Linked DNA regions of Gossypium hirsutum: region 1 is linked to region 2. Evidence: chromatin contacts called from public Hi-C data. All regions are on one chromosome and are shown on one strand. Each heading gives the region's core, a stretch centred on a gene start, on an enhancer-like site or on the middle of the called end of the contact. The rest is flanking DNA. Distances are from core to core; before and after follow the strand shown. Region 1 holds the start of LOC107952016 (alcohol dehydrogenase class-P-like). Region 2 has its middle 5.3 kb from the start of LOC121217033.

The links. A called contact is a pair of places that touch in the nucleus more often than the background predicts.
Region 1: a Hi-C map of leaf shows a contact between it and region 2, with 2.4 times the contacts expected there. The contact joins the promoter of LOC107952016 here to the enhancer-like site in region 2. A contact is called at or near these places in 7 of 34 Hi-C or Micro-C datasets (cotyledon, hypocotyl, leaf and 1 more).

What each region holds. Positions count from the first base shown.
Region 1 is chrA02:11,921,797-11,929,000 of Gossypium_hirsutum_v2.1, forward strand. It overlaps LOC107952016 (alcohol dehydrogenase class-P-like), which reads right to left and starts at 3,069. Exons shown (of 10, transcript NM_001327593.1): 1 at 3,005-3,069; 2 at 2,692-2,828; 3 at 2,284-2,330; 4 at 1,870-2,195; 5 at 1,687-1,769; 6 at 1,510-1,585; 7 at 1,339-1,400; 8 at 1,091-1,186; 9 at 844-1,005; 10 at 305-757. The coding sequence starts at 3,038. The coding sequence ends at 641.
Region 2 is chrA02:11,809,928-11,816,786 of Gossypium_hirsutum_v2.1, forward strand. It overlaps the pseudogene LOC107951518. Among protein-coding and RNA genes, the nearest start is that of LOC121217033, 5.3 kb to the left of the region's middle. Within about 2 kb of position 2,209, at least 3 of the 9 cell types and tissues checked have an H3K27ac peak or open chromatin away from gene starts, as enhancers often do. A contact at or near this core is called in leaf, where this site is marked.

The DNA of each region.
Region 1 (7,204 bases), core at 1,819-4,318, 110 kb after region 2:
ACATTATCAATTATACTTGTTTGCTTATTTTCTAAAACTACTTGGTTTATTTTGAATTTGACCAAATTACTGAGTAAGGATCTCCTAAATATTAATTCTTTAATTTTCGTAGCATTTGAACAATATTTTCAATATATATATATCTTGGTTTATGCTGGTTGATTTCTGTGTGTGATGCCAAAAATAGCTTACTTGCTATCACCTTCTATTGTTTCACCGTTTCAATGGAAAAAAAATTTTCATCCAAGTGAATAATAATGCTTTCGAACAATCACTGTAACATCAACATATGATAAAAATGTAGATATAATCTTTCATTTTAATTCCAACATGTCATCCATTTGTTTCGTTTAGACATCTTACACATATGACATTTTCATGTTATTAGGGATTATCCCATCAAACCTTGCTCAGCAATATGTTCCATTTTCTAAAACAAATTAAAATGATTTTTTGAAAATTCTATCTCCAACAAGAAGCATGCAGAGCAAAGCAACTAGAGAGGATCATAGAAATGCATGATAAGATAAAAATTTACCATTAAAAACAGCACAACGATGTAGCATTATATTACATTATTTATTCCCTTAAAATGCACATATACTTAACAAAAAGCCCTTCATCCATGGCCAGCCAATCCTTATGCATCCATGCGAATCACGCACCTCAGGCCCTCGCCAGCAAGCATGTACTCAAATGCCTTGTTAATCTCAGAGAAGGGAACAGAGTGAGTGATGAACTTATCAAGTTCAAGTTCCTGCAATATCAAAGACATCGCAGTCAATTTGCTCTTTATTGGTACTTGCACAAAGATAAAATGCTTAAACAGGAAGGTAAACTCACCTTGTTCATGTATCTCTCAACGACAGCAGGAATATCAGTTCGAGGTTTGTAGTTGCCAAAGAAAGTACCCTTGAGAGTCCTTTCATTCAGTAGATTCACTGGATGAGTTTTGAATGCATCGTCTTTGTTGGGAACCCCCACAAGCACTGCAACTCCCCAACCCTGAAAATTTATGTCATTTCAGCTAAGGATGGCAACGTAAAAAGATACAATCTAACATCGAGAAAATTTTTTTGAAGATAATTACATCGTGGACACATTCAAATGCAGAAATCATGGCCTGGATGCTCCCGGTACATTCAACACTGCGGTCGACTCCTCCACCAGTCATCTCAGCAATGACCTGATTATTAGAATCATTTTTATAATAAGGATCTCAAACAAGTTGATTATATAATGCAGGCATGCAGCTTTTATGCATAGTAACCCTAGTATAGATGGTCATGTTCGAAACAGAATCCAATACAATTTCTGAAATTTCAAGTGGGAAGTAACCTCTTGAACAGGTTTGTTGTGATCTTTGGGATTCACAAACTCCGTAACACCGAAGTTCTTGGCTGCAAGAAGTAATGAGAACAAGCATGATCAGTTTTGTGACTTTGCTTAACCAGAAACAGAACCATTCTTGCAAGTTTTTGTGTAAAATAACTACGAAACCAATGCTACCTAGTTCGAATCTGCTAGGGTTCAAATCGACACCAATGATCCTGGAAGCCCCAGAAACTCTTGCTCCTTCAGCAGCCTAAATATCAGAACAGAGAATTACAGAAAAATCAGTCTAACGCTTTTTGTGTTGCCAAGGGGAAGAAAACATATAACATAAATGCGACAAGAATAACTCACAGCAAGACCGACAGCACCTAGTCCAAATATTGCAACGGATTGACCCTTTTTGGGTTTAGCTACATTCACAGTGGCACCAAACCCTGCAATAAAAGTAGTGAAACAAGAACATCCTCACTGTCATTAACACCATTTATATCTCCCGAAAAAAGGAAAGACAAAAATGAAATCCAAGTCCCCAACCTGTGGACATTCCGCAGCTTAGAACACAAACTTTATCAAGCGGAGCCTCAGGATTGATCTTGGCAACCTGGCCGACATGGACAACAGTGTATTCACTGAAAGTAGAGGTGCCTAGGAAGTGGTAGATAGGCTTCCCATTAATGGAAAACCTGGATTTTCCGTCATTAATCATTTCACCCCTATCAGTGTTGATTCTGAGGAGATCACACATGTTACTTTCTTCTGACAAGCAATGGGGACACTCCTTGCATTCCCCCGTGAAGATGGGGAGAACATGATCACCTGGCTTTAGATCAGTCACCCCCTCACCTACACTCTCCACAATCCTAAATATTCAAAAGAAAAGGGTTAATGTGTATACATATAATGATAATATTGTAGGAACTGTAAACATTTAAACAGACATATACATACCCTCCAGCTTCATGACCTAGTATGCGAGGAAACAGAGGGTTTTGTCCCTACAAGAAGAGAAAATTGTTGTCAATCACAATGTGAGAGATAAGTATCAGAGAATCAAATCTAAGAGAAAAAAAAACTGAAGCAAATGCTTATTGCGTAGTCTTGGATGAAGGGAGCAATGGAAGCAATTTATCAAAAAGAATCATCCTTTTATGAAGTTCACCATTGGTCAAAGCCAATGTGGAGGATAAAATTAGAAGTTCGGCTAAAAATAGATTAGACTCCCAAAATCAAAATAATCAAAATAATCAGCAATATTGCAGATTCAGGGCATTGTAAAAACTTTTACTTCTTCAACAGTTATAAACCAATCGACAAAAACAAGTTGAAGTAAGAGAGAGAGAGAGAGAAGTGTAAAACCTTAGCATCCCAGAAGTAGACATCGGTGTGACATAAAGAAGTGAAGAGTATCTTAATACGGACTTCATCCTTCTGCGGTGGTGCCACTTCCACTTCCTCTATTGACAGTGGCTTCCCCGACTCCCATGCTACCGCAGCTGCAATAATACCACAACCACTGATTTAGCAAAGCAATCGCCAGCCATAAAAGAATTTTAATCAAAGAAAGAGAAGCATCAAAACCAACAGAAAACATTCAAAGCCAAATCCCACAAAGAACAGTGATCATATAACCAGAAGCAATCGCATATGAGAGAGAGAGTGGATGGATCACCTTTGCAACGGATGACTTGACCAGCAGTACTCATAATGGATGTTAACAGAAATAAAGTCTTCAATTTATCAGATCACTTGTTTTTTTTTCTTGTGTATTTCTCTTTTCGTGCTTGATGAAGAATGTAGAACGCTAACTGACACTATTTATAGCGGAACCCAATCCCAGCTCACTCCAATATGCAAAACCACAAGCCAATGGTTTGCTTCAGTCAAATGACAATTTAGCCAAGCGAATCAGTGTGTGGTTTCTCTATGGTAGTATTCCTTTTTGTCGTGGTTTTGGACGGGCCTCTCAATTTGTAATTAAAATTAATATTATGTCCCTAAATTTTATTGTATGATTTTTAATGTTATAATAAATTATTTTTGATCATTTTTAAGATAAAAAAATATTTATGTAATTTTTGAATTATTTTTTATGTTAATATTATTTTTTATAGTTGGAATTTTGATTGACTAGGCTGAGTTGAAATGGTTTAACCCATAACTAGGGGCGGCTGATTGAGAGTTTTCAATCGTTTTCCTGATTGGGCAAGAAGGCATCAAGTTGGGTCAGCCTACAGATTTGGAAAACCACCTGCCATTAAAACCCTGTATTTCCAAAATTTATGGTTTTTATCAAATAATCACCAAGGTCCCCTTTTTCTTTATGTTCATTAGGTTTCCCTTTTAGTTTACAAAAATAAAATTTAAGCATTAGCTTTGGATACATTATTAAACAAAATTTATATTTACTTATATATTAAAAAGCTTCATACGCAAATTCTATAAAAAAAATTAGTTCCTTTTAAATTTTAATTTTTTTAATATTATAATTAGTGTTTAAAAAAAATAATTTTTTTATTTCTTTCAAAATTTTAAAAGTTTTTAAATTTGATTTCTTTTATAGGGTTTGTAATTTTTTTAATGATAAATTTAATAACATTTTTAAATTAATACAAAGTTGTATTGAAATATTAATTTGGTAAAGATAAAATTTAATAATTGTAATATTTAAGTATAAAGAGTATATAAATATTAATTAGATAAAAAATTAATTTACATATTTATAATATCTAATACAAATTGAGCATTTAATTTATTTTACTTTTTTTTTAAATTCTGGTGATCTAAGATTATTTCAAATTTAAAAATACATTACTGAAAGTAGGCACGGCCCACTACTTTGGACATGTATATTTTATATAAATATCTTGTCCCCTTATTTATATAATGGGATTTGATACTAAAACACTATAACATTCACTTTTTTAACTCAACCATTTTAATCAAAATTATTTTTAATTTTTATTTTAATTTTTAATATTTTTATAACATAAATTATTATGAGTCGCATATTTTTTTTATAATAAACTATTTTTTAAAGGAGGAACTGTCATTCATCATAGAGTTACATAAAATATTAGTTAAACTACTAACAAAATCCTTAAATTAAATTAATTTTATCCTATACTTTATTCTACCCAAAGAAGTCTCTATCATTTGATTTATTCTTCAGTGTGACAAAAATATACACTTAATTAAAAAATAAATTTTAAGGACATGCTTAATATAACAATCTATTTTTCTCATCGTTACATGACGGACCAAACACTATAAGCTAGCATGATCTATATACGTAAGTCTCCATAAAAATAATAAAATATATTATATGAATTTTTTCTTTACATTATAAAAATTATTAAATTTCAATTTTAGTCTCTCTATTATGTTTAAATTTGAGATTTAATATTTATACTTTAATTTCGGTGAATGTACTAACGAAATGCTGAGACTAGATTAAATTAGTCACTCTACTATTAAATGGTACAACTTAATCTCTGTAATAGGGGTGAGCAAAATTCGTTTCAACTTGAAAAAATAAAAAAAAAAGTTGAATTTCGAACTTTGAATGAATTCAAAATTTCTGCTGGTTTTGATGCTTCTCTTTCTTTGATTAAAATTCGTCTATGGTCGGCGATTGCTTGGCTTAATCAGTGGTCGGGGTATTATTGCAGCTGCGATAGCATGGGAGTCGGGGAAGCCACTGTCAATAGAGGAAGTGGAAGTGGTACCACCGCTGAAGGATGAAGTCCATATTAAGATACTCTTCACTTCTTTATGTCACACCGATGTTTACTTCTTGGATGCTAAGGTTTTACACTTCTCTCTCTCTCTCTTACTTCAACTTGTTTTTGTCGATTGGTTTATAACTGTTGAAGAAGTAAAAGTTTTATACAAAGCCCTGAATCTGCAATATTGCTGATTATTTTGATTATATTGATGTTGGGAGTCTAATCTATTTTTAGCCAAAGTTCTTATTTTATCCTCCACATTGGCTCTTGCCAATGGTGAACTTCATAAATTTCTCGATGTTAGATTGTATCTTTTTACGTTGCCATCCTTAGCTGAAATGACATAAATTTTTAGGGTTGGGGAGTTGCAGTGCTTGTGGGGGTTCCCAACAAAGACGATGCATTCAAAACTCATCCAGTGAATCTACCTAACATTTAAATATACATACCCTCCAGCTTCATGACCTAGTATGCGAGGAAACAGAGGGTTTTGTCCCTACAAGAAGAGAAAATTGTTGTCAATCACAATGTGAGAGATAAGTATCAGAGAATCATATCTAAGAGAAAAAAAACCTGAAGCAAATGCTTATTGCGTAGTCTTGGATGAAGGAATCAATGGAAACAATTTATCAAAAAGGGTCATCCTTTTATGAAGTTCACCATTGGTCAAAGCCAATGTGGAGGATAAAATAAGAACTTCGGCTAAAAATAGATTAGACTCCCAACATCAATATAATCAAAATAATCAGCAATATTGCAGATTCAGGGCCTTGTAAAAACTTTTACTTCTTCAACAGTTATAAATCAATCGACAAAAACAAGTTGAAGTAAGAGAGAGAGAGAGAGAGAAGTGTAAAACCTTAGCATCCCAGAAGTAGACATCGGTGTGACATAAAGAAGTGAAGAGTATCTTAATACATTCAAAGCCAAATCCCACAAAGAACAGTGATCATATAACCAAAAGCAATCGCATATGAGAGAGAGAGTGGATGGATCACCTTTGCAACGGATGACTTGACCAGCAGTACTCATAATGGATGTTAACAGAAATAAAGTATTCAATTTATCTGCTCACTTGTTTTTTTTTTCTTGTGTATTTCTCTTTTCGTGCTTGATGAAGAATGTAGAAAGCTAACTGGACACTATTTATAGCAGAACCCAATCCCAGCTCACTCCAATACGCAAAGCACAAGCCAATGGTTTGCTTCTGTTAAGTGACAATTTAGCCAAGCGAATTAGTGTGTGGTTTGTTTGTGGTAGTATTCCTTTTTGTCGTGGTTTTGGACGGGCCTCTCAATTTATAATTAAAATTAATATTCTAAAAAACTTAAAAAATTTTAATAATTCATATATATAATTTGATACTTTAATTTGACTTTAATTTTTTTATATTCAAATCAAATATTATCATGTTAGAAATATATGTTTAAAAATATATATAAATACTTAATTACGCTAAAAAAACAGATTAAAATCAAATATATGCTTTAATATAAATAATATAAAAATCATTTAATTAAAAATTAATGTTAAACTAATAAAAACACAAATATCTAATTAATCATTAAAACTAAAGTGAAAGTGAAGTAATATTTTAAAAAAATAAATGTTCTCTAAAACAATTCACTATTTAATTCAATTTTGATTCAATTCAATTTTTACAAATCACTACCAATATTATTGAATTGGCACCATTTTATGTTGAGAAAAAGAAAATAAATGTATGTATTCATTTTTTTAAATACGTACAATTGAATTAAAATCAAATTTTCATGTATAAATATAAACCACAATTTAAATTTTCAGTGTATAATTGTACCAAATCAAAGTTCACATATCAAATTACACATTAAATCAAAATTCATGTATAAATTTAATATTTATTCCTTAAAAAAACTAGTTCACCATACTAGTACCTACATATTAAAATAATGTCCATGGCATTCTCCATGTGACATGTGTATTCTTTTTCTTATATGATTTTTTTCTTTACATTATAGAAAAATATTAAATTTCAATTTTAGTCTCTCAATTATGTTTAAATTTGAGATTTAATTTTCATACTTTTAATTCCGGTGAATGTACCAACGAAATCCCTCTATTATAAAGACTGGATCAAATTAGTCCCTCTGCTATTAAATGGT
Region 2 (6,859 bases), core at 959-3,458:
TATATAGACTTTAGAATGCTCAGAAACCCTAAAATTTGGCTTTTTCCGCGTATTTGGGAAACAGGGAGCGATATCGACATAGGCTGCCACATGGGCGTGTGCTTTGCCCGTGTGGAATTCGTCTTGGCCATGTGGATCTTTCAGTCAACCCGTTTTGTCCGTTTTTGGCCCGTTTTATGCTCCTTTTGTTCCCCTATGCTCTCTTAAGTATAAAATATGGAATTAAGGGATTAGGAGCATTTAATTCACTAAATTATATGATAAACCATCCAAAAATATGCTAAGTATGAGATTAAAATGTGTTACTTTTATGGTTTATCAGATCCCATAACAAGTTGACAGGTTTTACGCAAGGTGACCCTAGTAACTAATGGTTATGTTCCAATCAGAATCCAGCAGGATGCTATAGAAATGAATTTTCAAGTGGGAACCAACCTCTTGGACAGGTTTGTTGTTATCTTTTGGATTCACAAACTCTGTAACACCGAATTTCTTTACAAACTCTGTAACACCGAATTTCTTGGCTGCAACAATTAATAAGAATAAACATGATTAGTTTTGTAACTTTGCTTAACCAGAAACATAACCGATCTTGGAATGTTTTGTTCAAGTAACTACAAAACCAATGCTACCTTGTTCGAATCTGCTGGGGTTCAAATCAACGCCAATGATCCTCGAAGCACCAGAAACTCTTGCTCCTTCGGCAGACTAAATTGCAGAACAGAGAATTAATGATAAATAAGTCCTACACTCTTTCTAGTCGCCAAGAAGAAGAAAATATAACATCAAAGCGACAAGAATAACTCACAGCAAGACCGACAACTCCTAGTCCGAAAATCGCAACAGATTGACCCTTTTTTGGGTTTAACATTAACAGTGGCACCAAACCTACAAGAACAAAAGCAAAACAAGTTGTGAAACAAGAACTCCTTCACTTTCATATACATCGTTTACATATCCAAAAGAAAAGGGGGTAGAAAAATTTAGTCATTAACTAACCTGTGGACATCCCGCAGCTCAAAATACAAACTTTATCAAGTGGAGCACGTGGATTGATCTTGGCGACCTGGCCGACATGGACAACAGTATATTCGCTGAAAATAGACGTCCCAAGGACGTGGTAGATAGGCTTCCCGTTGATGGAAAACCTGGATTTTCCATCTTTAATCATTCCAACCCTATCAGTGTTGATTCGGAGGAGATCACACATGTTACTCTATTCAGACAAGCAATGGGAACACTCCTTGCATTCCCCAGTGAAGATGGGGAGAACATGGTCCCCTGGCTTTAGATCAGTCACGCCCTCTCCTACACTCTCCACAATCCTAAACAATAATCAAAGAAAAGGTTTAATGCGTATACACATAATAAGAATATTATAGGAACTGTAAATATTTAGACTGGCTATACATACCCTCCAGCTTCATGGCCAAGTATGCGAGGAAACAGTGGATTTTGTCCCTACAATAACAGAAACAATGTCAGAGTTAGATTGAAAATCTTTCTCCTAACAAGTTGAAGTAAGAAAAAAAGAGAAGTGTGAACCTTAGCATCCCAGAAGTAGACATCGGTGTGACATAAAGAAGTGAAGAGTATCTTAATACGAACTTCATCCTTCTGTGGTGGTGCCACTTCCACTTCCTCTATGGACAATGACTTCTCCGGCTCCCACGCCACAGCAGCTGCAATAATAGCACATCCACTGAATTAGAAAAATAATGGCCAACCATTGAAGAATATTCATCAAAGAAAGAGTGTTTTAACATGCATCAAAACCGCAAAAGTCAAAATCAACAGAAAAATTCAAAACCAGATAAATCCCAGAAAAAGAACCCAGTTATCGTATAACAAGCAATCGCACAATAGAGGGAGAGAGTCGAAAGATCACCTCTGCAACGAATGACCTGACCAGCAGTACTCATAATGGCTGTTAACAATAAAGTCTTCTTTGATTTGTCTGCTCACTAGTTTTTTCTTCTGTATGTAGTTTATGATGAAAGAAGAAAGCTAGCAAGAATCTATTTATAGCAGCTGAATTGAAACACATTTCCAGCTTACTAGATTACGTAAAGCACACCAAATGGTTTGGTTTTCCTCAAAATTACAGTTATGTTTCTAGGCGAATCGGTGTCTGGTTTTGGGTAGCAGTATTCACTGTTGTAGTGGTTTTGCATAGGCCGGTCAACCGTCAACTAGATTCTAGTGGTCCTAATAATGGGCGCCTCATGGATCCCTGAATTGTTACAATTTTCCTTATTGGGTAATATAAGGTATGAAGGTGAGGTTCAAGAAAACTAGGCCTACTCATTTTCTTTCCTTATTTGGAAGAAAACAAGATTAAGCGTATTGATTTGGGATAAATACCACTTGCCATTTAAATTCAGTATTTACTACGGATTCATTGCTTCATCCAATTCTATTATCTATGGGTTTTCGTTTTTTAACCAAGTAAACACCCAGGTTTCTTTTAAGCTTAAAAGTACTTTGTATGCAATAATATTATGGCTTCATATAACATTTAGTAATTGAGTTTTAATTTTTTTTAATTTGGCATTTAATTTTTTCCTAATTTGGCACATGAATTTAATATTTTTTTCTAATTTAGTACATAAGTCTTTTTTTAGGTTCAATTTGGTACCTAATTTTATTAAATGTTATAAAAATTACTCAAAATACTAGTAGGGTTAATTTTTTTTTTGTTATGCTACGAAAAATGTTCTCTAACGTAAGAGAAAATTCATGTTAAAAATATGCTTAATAAATTAACATTAGATAAGAAAAAAAATTAAAAACCCAATTAAAAGAAATCCATTAACAAATAAATAATTAAATAAATAAAACTAAAATTAATTGATCATATAAAATACAAAAGAAATATCATATCATTTGTCACATTTTGGTCATACATTAATTATTTTTGCTACTTCATAAAAAAAACATTGTTAGTATATTGAAGTAATTTGTAAATCGTTTGACAAGTTCAAGTACCAAAAAAAAAATTTAGGTGCCAAATTAGGAAAAAGAGCAAGTCCTTGTACCAAATTGGACCCCAAAAAAGACTAAGTATCAACTTAAGAAAAAATGTTAAGTTTAGGTACAAATTAAGAAAATGTCAAGTTTGGGTTCCAAAATGGACCAAAAAAAAGTTTAGGTACCAAATTAGAAATAAAATTGTCAAGTTCAAGTACCAAATGTTATATTAAGCCCTAATTATTTTCAATTTTATTTTTACTTCATTTATATACAAACAGTCCTCTCTATAATAGTCACCCATTATAATAGCATTTTGTTATAACAGAAGTTTTCAGAAAAATTGATTTTTAATTTGTTTTATTTTAACTCTCTACAACAACTTTTTACTTATAATAGCAACCATAGTTACGAAGTATATTCTTTATTAAATTAGCTCTCTGTAACAGCATATGGTCTAAATTTTTAAATGAAATTATAGCTATTTGATGATCGTTTTATGAATCACTAAACTAGACTACGATCACGACTAAGGCAAGTGCCCCTATCGAATGGTAGTATAGCTATGGTGAATTCAGAATATCGTATCCACAAGGACTAAAAGTACTAGTATTAACTATCTTTCTATTATTTAGCCTAAAATAAAAGAGATTTGTTTTAATCTAAAATTAACTAAACTAATTAACTAATGAACGCGACAGAGAGTGAAGGAAATAATCGAATAGACCAATGATAAAGACAATACCCAAGGAAGAATCCACCTAGACTTCACTTACTATTCTGACTCTGAATTAAATGATTTATTCACTTGTCTTGATCCGTAGAAATCCCTAAATTATGTTAATATCTCTTTCGAGACTAAGAACAACTGACTCTAGGTTGATTAATTGAAATCTCTTTCTAATTAAAACCCCTATTGTTGCATTAACTCGATCTATGGATTCCCTTATTAGATTTGACTCTAATCCGACAGATTTATGTCGTCCTATTTCTAGGATTGTAATCAACTTCGCTTAATTATACTAGATCTACTCTTAAACAGGAACTTTTGCTGCACCGAATAAGCACATCAAATTTGGATTAATATCCTGAAAATATTAAGGAAAGAATTAAGAATACATAATTAAGAAAAAAAACAAGTATTTATCGTGTAATTCAGATAATTAAATAATAAGATTCATTGTAGGTTTCATCCTACCTAGGTATTTAAGGAGTTTAGTTCATAATGTAATAGGAAAACATCTCAAAAATAGGAAAACAACAAAACATAAGAAACTCAAAAACTTCAAGAGAAAGTGGAGGGAGATCTTCAGTCTTGAAGGAGATCTGCTTTTGAGATGATTCCAATGGCTTCCTTCTAATAATTTCTACTTTCTAATCTGTATGTCCCCCTTAGGTCCTCTTTTAGTATGTATTTATAGACTTTTGAATGCTCAGAAACCCTAAAAATTGACTTTTTCAGCATGTTTGGGAAATAGGGAACGATATCGACACGGGCTGCCACATGGGCGTGTGACCAGCCCCTGTGGCTCACACGGGTGTGTGCTCAGCCCGTGTAGAATTAGTCTTGGCTGTGTGGGTCTTTAAATCAACCCGTTTCTTCCATTTTGGCCCGTTTTCTGTTCTTTTTGTTCCCCTATGCTCTCCTAAGTATAAAACATGAAATTAAAGGATTAGGAGCATCTAATTCACCAAATTAATTAATAAATCATCCAAAAATACACTAAGCATGGGATTAAAACATGTTATATTTATGGTTTATCAAATATCCCCACACTTAAGCGTTTGCTTGCCCTCAAGCAAAATCCTCAACTCACAATTAAGAGTAAACTTTCTCAACTCATAATTCTAATTAATAATGTTTTATCATAATTCACAAATAACCACACATTGATAATTCAACTAAAAGAGTACTAAATACACAAACAATCAAAGTCTAACATTTTTAAAGCATGAAAACATAGGTATTTCCCCTTATCTAGGTAATTACTCTTAATTCAAAACTGACAAGATTTGACATCCTCACTAAAGGTTCACTCAAATCACTTAAAGTGTTTAAGGTTCAAAAAATTAAGCACTTAAGAGTCAAACATGAAAAATTATTATCATAAGCTTGTATGAAAATCAAATCTCTACCACTATAATGAGATGACACACAAATCAAAAAGTCTTTTAAAGGGTTGTAATGGGGCTTGGGTTAAAGGTGCGGTTAAAGGCTGAACAAGAAAGTTAGAATCGAGATTGAATTGATAAATTACCTAACTAGAAAAACTAAACTAATACTGAATAATTACATCAATCAAAATAATTCAAGAATAAAATGAGCTTATTCTCAGAATATGAAATTTACTACTTAAGCTCAAACCAAAGAACTAGAAATAATCAACATAAATGTATAATAACATATATATTTTTTGAAATTTTTTTAAATGAATAAGAATAAAATAGATAGTAAGAGAAAAATTAATAATTTGGATAAAAGAACATAGTTAGGAAACTAACCAAATCAAATTTCGACAAAAAGGAAGTCAATAAAACGAGAACAATTCTCAATGAATCAAAAATGAGTTATGGATTAATATTAATGGGTAAATCAAGAAACGGTTTGTTAGGCTCAAAAGGGTTCACTAAGGGTTAATTATGAAGGTAGGCTTTTTATGGGATAAGTGGGTTAAAACCTAGGTGCCTTTATCATCTTAGTATATCAAATCAAAGGTGTGGTCTCAACATGTATAATCGAAGCAAGTTCTAGAATAAAAATTCAATATTGACACACTCATAACCAATAACAAAGTGAGCAAGAAAAAAAATGTATGCTCTAAAGGTTCAAAATCTCACAAAAATTATGGCTTTTGATGTCAATCTTGCAAATTTCAAACTTCAAGGTAATACCTCAATTTAGGGAAACAACCTAAAAATTTTAATTCTAAAAATAGACTTATCATGCTTGATTCTCTAGTGTCTTAAAGTTTGAACCATCAATGCACAAATACCTATGAATTTAATCTAAAATATATCAATAAGAAGCATAAATCGAGGAAAAGTTCATTCTAATAATGATATGAGAAAATTGCTTAAAAACACAAGGCAGAATTCAGGGATTTTCAAATAATCATATTAATAACCTCCCCACACTTAAGATGTACATTGTCCTCAATGTACAAACAAATATAATCATAAAGTAAACAAAATATCATAAGAGATGGAAAGAATTGAAACTGCCCTGACTGTTGGATGAAATTCTTAAAATAGTGAAAAACGTGATTGTAGATAAATGTAGAGGTAGTGCAAAATTCTGAGCAACTGATAAAAAGATAAACACAATACTGAAGAATATTAAAAAGGGTTACTCGATTAGAAACAACCATAATAATTAAAATAGAGTTCAAAATATAAAGAGAAAAATAAAAATAAGGATAAAAATAAAAATAAAAATAAACATAAAGAATCATCAGAGAAGTCAGCATCGTGAACCGTTGGTGCTGACGATGAAATATGGAAGTGCTAACATATCTGCTACAGAGTGGCATCGATGTTGTCGAACCTCTGAAAGCACTGCTACTCGAATCGAGTAAATCGCTCCGAGAGGTCTGCAAGGGTAGCAGCAGAATAAGTAGGGCGGTGACTCGAAGGTGGTGGTGGATGTGAATCCTCGTGGTAGGGAGGAATATCATCAATGAAGTCCTCTGGGTCATGCTGAACGTCAGACTGAAATAGTCTGTACTGAGGGGGTCCACTCCACGTCGCTGCGCGATCATCCTCATGTGAATCATGCTCAAGATGCCCTGAGGGGATATCTGGCCAACAAGTGTAAGTGTCGAGGACTGCTCCAATGTGTCGAGTAAACTGAAGCGTCGAATGAGACGAGTCACGTAAAGGCCGGATAGAT